Linked DNA regions of Mus musculus: all the other regions are linked to region 1. Evidence: chromatin contacts called from public promoter capture Hi-C data. All regions are on one chromosome and are shown on one strand. The core of a region is the stretch at or near the end of the contact, and the rest is flanking DNA. Distances in the headings are between cores, read along the strand shown. Region 1 holds the start of Col5a1 (collagen, type V, alpha 1). Region 2 holds the start of Med27 (mediator complex subunit 27). Region 3 holds the start of 6530402F18Rik (RIKEN cDNA 6530402F18 gene).

What was found. Promoter capture Hi-C pulls out the DNA fragments that hold promoters and counts their contacts.
Region 2: a contact with region 1 is called in a promoter capture Hi-C map of liver, with 2.9 times the contacts expected there. The contact joins the promoter of Med27 here to the promoter of Col5a1 in region 1. A contact is called at or near these places in 1 of 39 promoter capture datasets (liver) and 1 of 115 datasets of contacts at active chromatin or transcription factors (pancreatic cancer cells).
Region 3: a promoter capture Hi-C map of liver shows a contact between it and region 1, with 8 times the contacts expected there. The contact joins the promoter of 6530402F18Rik here to the promoter of Col5a1 in region 1. A contact is called at or near these places in 1 of 39 promoter capture datasets (liver) and 1 of 484 Hi-C or Micro-C datasets (embryonic stem cells).

What each region holds. Positions count from the first base shown.
Region 1 is chr2:27,885,075-27,887,857 of GRCm38.p6, forward strand. Col5a1 (collagen, type V, alpha 1) reads left to right here and starts at 1,351. Exons shown (of 66, transcript NM_015734.2): 1 at 1,351-1,850. The coding sequence starts at 1,742.
Region 2 is chr2:29,345,461-29,348,243 of GRCm38.p6, forward strand. Med27 (mediator complex subunit 27) reads left to right here and starts at 1,350. Exons shown (of 8, transcript NM_026896.5): 1 at 1,350-1,587. The coding sequence starts at 1,385.
Region 3 is chr2:29,251,644-29,254,426 of GRCm38.p6, forward strand. It overlaps 6530402F18Rik (RIKEN cDNA 6530402F18 gene), which reads right to left and starts at 1,350. Exons shown (of 2, transcript NR_029460.1): 1 at 822-1,350.

The DNA.
Region 1 (2,783 bases), core at 101-2,600:
CCCTCTCTGTACTCTGGATAGAATTTAGGACCTTTGTGCACAGCCTCTGAGCTGCATCCCCAGCTTTCCTCCTCTATTCTGTGTACTGTCTGATGTTCCCTATAAGGTACATTCCACACTTAAGCAAAGCTTGAATTAAGTCAGTACTAGCCACCCCCATTCAGATTCAAGAACCAGAGCATGGCCATCCCAGCAACTCCTCTGACTGCCTTTGCCCCCTGACTGCCTCTATCCCCTGACTGCCTCTGCCCTCTGACTGCCTTTGCCCCTTGACTGCCTCTGCCCTCTGACTGCCTCTATCCCATGAATGCCTCTGCACCCTGACTGCCACTCTCCTCTTGTTTGGAGAATAATGAGAAACTAGGGAGCCTGAGGATGCAGCCGGAGAGAGATGTCCCAGGCCGGTCTCCATCACTACAAAATTCTTTCAGGCTGCAATGTGTTCAAAGGGAGCGATAGCTTTGTGTCTGAAAGCCTTCTTAATTCACTCTGATTCTTTCTAAACAAACCCTGAAGCCCTTGGAGAAGGGCAGGGCAGTGAGTCAGGCTTTTGCAGGGCCTCCCAGGCCTGGAGAAGTCTGGGAGAACTCCTGTCTCCCTCTGCTGTAGATGGGGAGCTGGGAGCCCCTCTCCTTTTCCAGCTGTCAGCTCTGGAAGGGGGCTCTTCCTTTTCCTTGTGAGTTGTTGGGCCACTAGGGACAGCAGTAAGGCGGTGGGGTGGGATCTGAGACTGACCTTCACCTGATTAATAACTTGGTCACTCCTTGTTCACTTAAGGCCCCTCTGGGCATCCTTGACAGTCTGGTCTGTGGAGAGGTAGAAGGCAGGTCCCCAGCGCTGTATTGGCCTGTCAGTCATAGTCTAGGGAGCCCCTTCTGGCTGAATTGCAAGTTGAGTCTCCGCCCAGAAGAGGAGCTCTCGGAACTCCTCCTTAAAGAGAAAGTTCTGTGTGGTACTGCAATCTCTCTTTTGAATTCCAGCGATCAAACTTCGGGGGTCCCTCAACGTTGGTTCTTGGAGTCTGGCCAGGTCGGGGTACCTGAGGCGGGAAGAATCTAGGATCAGGGTGGGCCATCAGGTTTTGGAGGCCGCCGCCCAGAGCGGGGAGAAAGAACGGGGGCGCCGGCCCCGTCCCACGTCCGCTCCCGCCCCGGGCCAGCCCCTTCCTCGCCGCGACTCGCCCGCTATCCCCACCCCCTCGCCCTCGGCGCCCAGTGGGAGGCGGGGACCGGCCTTGCTGAGCGGGGCGCCGGGCTCTGATTTGCTGCGGGCGTTGGGGGCGGTGGGGGGTGGGGGAATCCACAGCCTCCGCGTTGTCTGCCAGCAGCGAGGGAGGGAGGGAAAGGGGGGAAAAGTGCTCAGCGCCGAAGGCGAGGTCCGCACTCCTGGTCCCCGCGGCTGGCGCAGGACCTCACTCCAGCGGAGCGCCCACGGGGAGCGGGTCGCGGGGCAGCAGCGGTGAGGAGGCCACGAGACTAGAAGGAGGAGGACAGGGAGTGCGCGAGCAGCCAGCGAGGGGGTCCCGGCCGTCCCGGGCCACAGTCGATCCCTGCGCCGTGGGCGAGCGCGCCCGCTGCCTCTTCCAGAACAGCCACCGCCGCGGGGGAGATCGGGCGGGTGCCGAGCTTCCTATGACTCCCTGAAGTTGTCGTGCTCCCCTAGCGTCCGCCACCCGGGACGTGTCTCTGGTCCCCGTGCATCGTGTGCGTCTCCCGCTCCCCGGCCCGCGCACCCCGCCGGCATGGACGTACACACCCGCTGGAAAGCTGCGCGCCCAGGCGCCCTGCTGCTGTCTTCGCCGCTACTCCTGTTCCTGCTGCTGCTGTGGGCGCCGCCTTCGAGCCGCGCAGGTAAGAGTGCTCTGGGGACCGGACCTCGGGGACTGTAAGAGGTGCGCAGAACCTCCGCGCCGCTGTCATCTCGGGCTCCTTCGCCGCCGGCCTCCTCCGAGCCTGCAGAACTTTCCTCCTTGGCCTGTGGAATGCACCGGGCAAGACAACGAATACCATTCGTTGGGGGCCCAGGAGAGGGAGCCGGGCCAACTCCATCCCCGCGGCGTACCGCCCCCTCCTCAAACGGGCCTGCTGGGTGGGGCTGTTGGTCGAGTCAAGGAAGAATCTGCCTCGTGTTAGATCCCAGCAGAGGTGCTCACACTTTTGTCCCCAAACCTCGCATTTTCTGTCCCACATCACAGGCGACCCGCTGCATCCCACGCAGCCCTTAAGCAGAAACTTTCCTTCTGAAAGCTGGAAAGGGCCGCCCCCTAGAGTCAAGGCCATTCAGTTCCTCAGGGACGCCTAGGGGTGGAGGGGGATCCCAGAAGTTTGAAACCCCAGCTATGGACTTCCCTCTGTACACACCCTCTTGCTTGTCTGAGCTAAGTTTCTGCAATTCCCAGGGGACAGAGTTCCCTGTAGTCCCTGACAAGTCTTCAGGGGCACTGGGGAGCCCTGTGAGGTAGGCCAGCCCTACTCCTAGCCGTCAAACCTCCAAACCCCTTAGAGGTAGTTTTCTTGGGCTTTCTGCCCAAAGATGGGATGAACGGGAAGCCTGGAGAGGGCCTTGGAGTCTGGGCTGGGAGCTTCTCAGATGATCTGCAGATGTGAGACTCCTGCCAGGTTGGGTTCTCTGAAGGAGCCCTGATCCAATGGGCAGAATCAGGGAGGTACTGGGATTGTCCCTGTCTGTATTTCAGCGCTTTCAGGCTCAGGTCTGGGCAGGCATATTATTTTCAGCATCACTCTTGTTAGTTAGTTGTGGGATAAACCTCCCCAGAGCCCTTA
Region 2 (2,783 bases), core at 100-2,599, 1.5 Mb after region 1:
GGCAGGGCAGTGGTGGCACACGCCTTTAATCCCAGCACTTGGGAGGCAGAGGCAGGTGGATTTCTGAGTTCAAGGCCAGCCTGGTCTACAGAGTGAGTTCCAGGGCAGTCAGGGCTACACAGAGGAACCCTGTCTCGAAAAACCAAACAAAAACAAACCAAACAAAAAGAACAAGAACTTATTCTTTTTTTTTTCTTTTAAGATTTATTTTTATTTTATGTATGTGAGTACACTGTAGCTGACTTCAGATGCACCAGAAGAGGGCATCTGATCCCACTGCAGATGGTTGTGAGCCACCATGTGGTTGCTGGGAATTGAACTTAGGACCTCTGAAAGAGCAGTCAGTGCTCTTAATCGTTGAGCCATCTCTCTAGTCCCAGGAACTTATTCTTAATTACAAATAAAAACCCTAACTTGCAAGGACTTAACATGAGGCAAATAGAACTTATTCTTTAATTACAAACAGAAACTTTAGCCTGCACAGGACAGAGGAACTTATTCTTAACTGTCTTAACTGCAAACAGATCCCCTAAGCTGCAAGGTCTATTTTCCCTGTTTTGATCTTCCATTAACTTGAAAGGTATATTGTCCATTTTGATGTCACAGTATATATCAATTTGTATCATATATAATCACATTTTGCTTATTTGCTTATACGTTGGTAGATATCTGGCTCCTTTCACACTTGACTATAGTGAATGAGGTTGCGGTGGATATGGAAGTACAAACATCTCATTTAGACACTGCTTTCAATTCTTTTGGACACATACCATAATTTCTATTATTATTATTATTGTTAATTTACTTTTTGGACACAGGTCCTCATGTAGCCCAAATGTTTTCTATTTCCTTTTAAGTTTCATAAAGAAAAACGTTTTGAAACTATATAGAATACCTTGCTGTTTCGAAAAAACATCAATTGATTCATACCTTAACCAATTATTTAGGCTGCCAAGTGGCAGTTTTCTTGTATCACTCTGCCTTCATTTATGTGTTGGCATTTTACTACAGGTAAGAGAGTTCTTCCCCTTTATTTATGAATATGGACTCATTCATGTACTCTGGGGACATTTTATTGTTTTGAGAAATTCCTATGTGACTGTTCAAATTTTGGAGATACACAGTGGGCTTCTGCATTTCTTTGTCATTCACTATTAAGCAAAAGGAGAGGACAAAATGACTTCCCTAGATGGAGATCATAACTTGTGGTCAACTCTCTCATTCAGTCAGACTGGCGCTGTTTTTCCAAGTTCGCTAGAGCTTCCTGGATGGGAGCCACGTCGCAAACTACACATCCCAATACCCTCCTAGGACAACGTCATCACGAAGCGCCGCGCGCCGCTCAGGCTGTGGACTCTGGAAAGCCGGCTGTGACAGCTGCAACATGGCGGACGTGCTGAGCGTTGGTGTGAACCTGGAGGCCTTTTCGCAGGCTATTAGCGCCATCCAGGCGCTACGCTCTAGCGTGAGTAGGGTCTTCGACTGCCTTAAGGATGGCATGCGCAACAAAGAGACGCTGGAGGGCCGCGAGAAGGCCTTCATCGCGAACTTCCAGGACAACTTGCATTCCGTCAACCGGGACCTCAAGTAGGTACTGGCTGAAAGGATCGGGGTTGAGGACCCTTCTGGCACCTGTCCCGCCCGGATCCCGCGCCAGTCTGCCCAGTCACGGGCCTCTCTCCTTTATTCACAGTCCGCTGTCACTTTCGCTCATCTCCCGGTCCTAGTCAGCCTCTCAGGGACTCCTTGTCTCCCGTCCCGTTACCTAGTATTCATTCTGTTGGCCATTTCGTCCTGGTTGTCATCTGTGGTCCTCGGTTCCCGCTGTAGTGGTCCTATCTGATGAGGAAACCTCTTCTCAGGAACTTCCACCTCGTCGATCTTATCAGACCTTTTCCTTGGGCTCCATCACATCGGGCCAGTCTCCCCATCAACACTGTCCCAGGCCCAATTACGTACCTCTCGATCCGATGAGCTCCAGTTCCCATCCTCAGAGCCTAGAATTCATCAGTTCCACCTCACCTCATTCTCAGACTACCTCCGTTACCTTTGCCTCTTTCCATTTCCCCTCCGAAGCCACCTGCTCCTCACTGCCAGTCACCATCATTCCTTTTGTTTAGCTCTTTTCTCGAGAGATACAGTCTTACATCTATTAGGATGTTTAAGAGGAAGAATTTATTTAGGTTCAGTTTCAGAGGACTCAGTTCACTACAACGGGAAAGGAATGTTTGAGCAGGTTAACCCCTAATAATTGGGGATTACATATTTCCCTCACGGGACTCCTTTTACATCATTAGTGTATTAAGAGTTTGCTGAGAAGACATTACTCAGATGCCATGCATAGAAGGCACTTTGGATTTTGAGACAGGGATTCTCAGGGTAACAGTCTTGGTTGTCCTGGAATTCAATTTGTAGACCAGGATGGCCTCAAACTCACAAGAGATCCTCCTGCCTCTGCCTCTCTGGATTAATCTGCTGGGATTAAAGGTGTGTGCCACCACACACAGTTTAGTAGGCATGTCTTCTGTGCCTGAACTTGTGTTTTCTTCCTGTCTTAGAAATTAGAATGGAAGGACTTGAGGTCTCCCCCCCCCCCCCAGACAGGGTTTCTCTGTATAGCCCTGGCTGTCCTGGAACTCACTCTGTAGACCAGGCTGGCCTCAAACTCAGAAATCTGCCTGCCTCTGCCTCCGGAGTGCTGGGATTAAAGGCGTGCACCACCACGCCCGGCTTGGATTTGAGCTTTTTACTTCTGAAATTGAGCATTTGGTGATCTGGTCAGG
Region 3 (2,783 bases), core at 100-2,599, 1.4 Mb after region 1:
ACAAACCGCCGCTGCGTTTTGCCTTTCCGAAGTTCGGTGCAAACCACCGGCGCAATTAATAATCACGCCTTTAATAAAGGCCAGGCTAGCATCCAGGCTGCCCCCTCATTTGACATCGCCTCCCTTAATTAAAAGACACCGAGCAAAGCTCCAGGGAATTATTCGCATTCTTTTTCCCGGCGCTGCTCCGCGGAGACCCTGTCGCCGCCATCCCCCAGCAAAGACCCGCAACTTACTCCGAAACGGGCGGACCCGAGATCTGGAGGTCCACTTCCCGTCTTTGCTCTCCCTGGAGTGCGACTCTCCACGGTGGTGGAGCCCCCTTCTCCGCCTGCCGACCCCCTCCACAGCACCGAAAGAAGTTTCTAACCTGACTGGCCAAGAGTTCTCCTTGCGCCTTTAGAGCCCAGAGGAGACTAAATTAGGGAGGGGAGCGCCGGCGGAGAAGGGTTAATTTACTTTTCATAGACACGAGTAAGCAGCGTTATTGCAACAGCCCATCCCCTCCCCACACAGGCGCTCGGATAGAAAAAGACGAGCTGGGTGGCGGGGAGCCCAGAGAGAAGACTAGCTACTCTACTTCTTAAAGATGCTGCACCCGGCGCGCACACACACCCCTCTTCCGCGGCTCCAGCCCTCCTTTAGTAGCAGCCGCCACCAGATAACTTTGCGTCCGAACCTCGGCTAGGAGGCTCCGAGTGACTCCCTGGTCCGGGGAGAACTGGCACCGTCGCCGAAGCCTTTTCAAAATGAAAGCACCCTGGCGAAACTGCGGCGCTTCCGTCCCCGCCCGCCGCCCCGGCGCTCCCCGCTCGCCTTACCCGGGCTCGGAGCAGCTTCCCGGAGCGAGCCCCGAGAGGCCGGAGACCGCCACCCTCTGGCTGGTGCTGGGTGGGCGCACGGGCCGCAGGGTTGAGAGCTGGAGACTCCTGCCCCGCGCCGCCGCTGCGGTGGCCACCCTCAGATCTGGGCTGGGGAACCCTCGGGCCGCCGGGGGGCCCGCCCGCAGCCGTCCCGGAGACGCGGGCCAGGGAAGGGGGCCAACCGCGCGGCTTGCATGGCCCTCCCGGGCCGATCGGGAGGTCGCTGTTAACAAGTGCAAACTTTTGGGGCCCCCTGGGCAGCCAGGGGAGAACCTGCACGCGCGCCCCACTCAGCCCCTGGCCTGGGTGGGCTTCGCCGCTGCTGGTCCAGGCGCCTGAACATCCCCCTGGCGCGGCGCCGGCCAGATGGCGGGGCGCCTCACCGCCCCCCTGCACTCCGCTCCAAGTTAATGCCGAGGCTAAATCCTCTTGCCATCACTCACGGTCACCATCGGGGCTTTTATCTCCCGGTCTGATCCGGGCTGCGTAACTTCCTCTGTGTGGCTTTAACACACCATCCCACCACGGAGCAACGGTCTTCTTAAAGGTGCAGGAAGGAAATACTGCGAGGCTCCGGGGACGAGCTCGGCCCGGGGAGGGGCGCGGCGAACAGGGGTGTCCCGGCGGGCCCGCGGCCAGGGTGGCCCCAGCAGGCGGCCGCCGGAGTGAGCCTGCTGTGGGGGGTCGCTGCCTACACATCGCCTGTCGGCCCGAGGACCAACCGGTCCCTGAGCTCGGGGTGCATCCTCAGCGGACTCGGGTCAGGCACAGCGGAGCTGCATCTCCCTTCTTCCCAACTGTGGGGCCTGACTCGGTGCCAGCGCCCAGGGGTGTGGGGGCTGCCCCATCGGCACCAGGGAGGGGGCCAAGTGAGTCAGCCCCCACCCCCCACAGCCAGGGCTCTAGGCTGCTGCTCCTCGGTTTCTGTCTCTTTCTCTCTGTGTGAAGCGCTGCCACCCAGAAGGCCCTGAGCAGTGGGTAAAGGGGTGGGTGGGTGGATTTGGGGAGCTGGGGAGGGGGAGCGCTCTGAGCGCACAACCAAAGCATGAATACCAGCTGACACATCGCCGCCTCCAGCCTGATGGGCCCTGCTTTTGACGGAGAAGCCAAGCCAGCTCTGCAGGGAGCGCAGAGTAGGGGGGCAGGAGGGCCTTTGCTAAGGAGCTCTCTGCCTTCCTGGGGCAGGCCTGGGAGGACCACGTGGGAGGACTCCAGCAGATGCCGGGCAGAGGCCACTGAGTTGACTGCCCTAGGACAGCCCTGTGCTCTCTTCAGCCCCCTGGAGGCTTCCTGCCAGGCTGTGTGCAGGCTGTAAGAGTGCTTCCTGGTATTCCCAGGGGCGCTTTGTGGGTCTTTTGGGGGTGCTCCTGGTCCCCTTTGGGTGGGTTCTTGCTGCAGTATTTACGGAGATGTCATTTGGATGCATCAAGAACAAAGGACCTAGAGGGGGTGGGGTGGGGGGAGAGAGAGAGAGAGAGAGAGAGAGAGAGAGGGAGAGAGAGAGAGAGAGAGGGAGAGGGAGAGAGAGAGAGAGACTGGTCCAAGGTCACAGAGGGTGTCACTAGGTTGGCTTGTACCTCAGCCCCCACCCCACTGCCTCCACTCACACCCACTTTAACCCTTCCCTACTCCCAACATCTCCCCCTAAATCTTAACAGAGGGTTGTTCTGTTGGTTATAACATTTGGAATTTTGTGACAAAGCAAGCAGGAAATGAAGAATTAAAGATTGTCATTGGTAATAATGATGATGATAATAATAACAAACAATTTATAGAGTGCCTTTCATGTCAGACTGCATGCAAAGTGGCCTGTGTGCACTGGTCCCTAGTTCTTCCCCAAGCTGTGTGACTTAACCTCAACTTGGAGTTTAGAGACCTTAAGTGGCTTGGCCAAGGTCATGCAACTAAGTAAGATTTTGG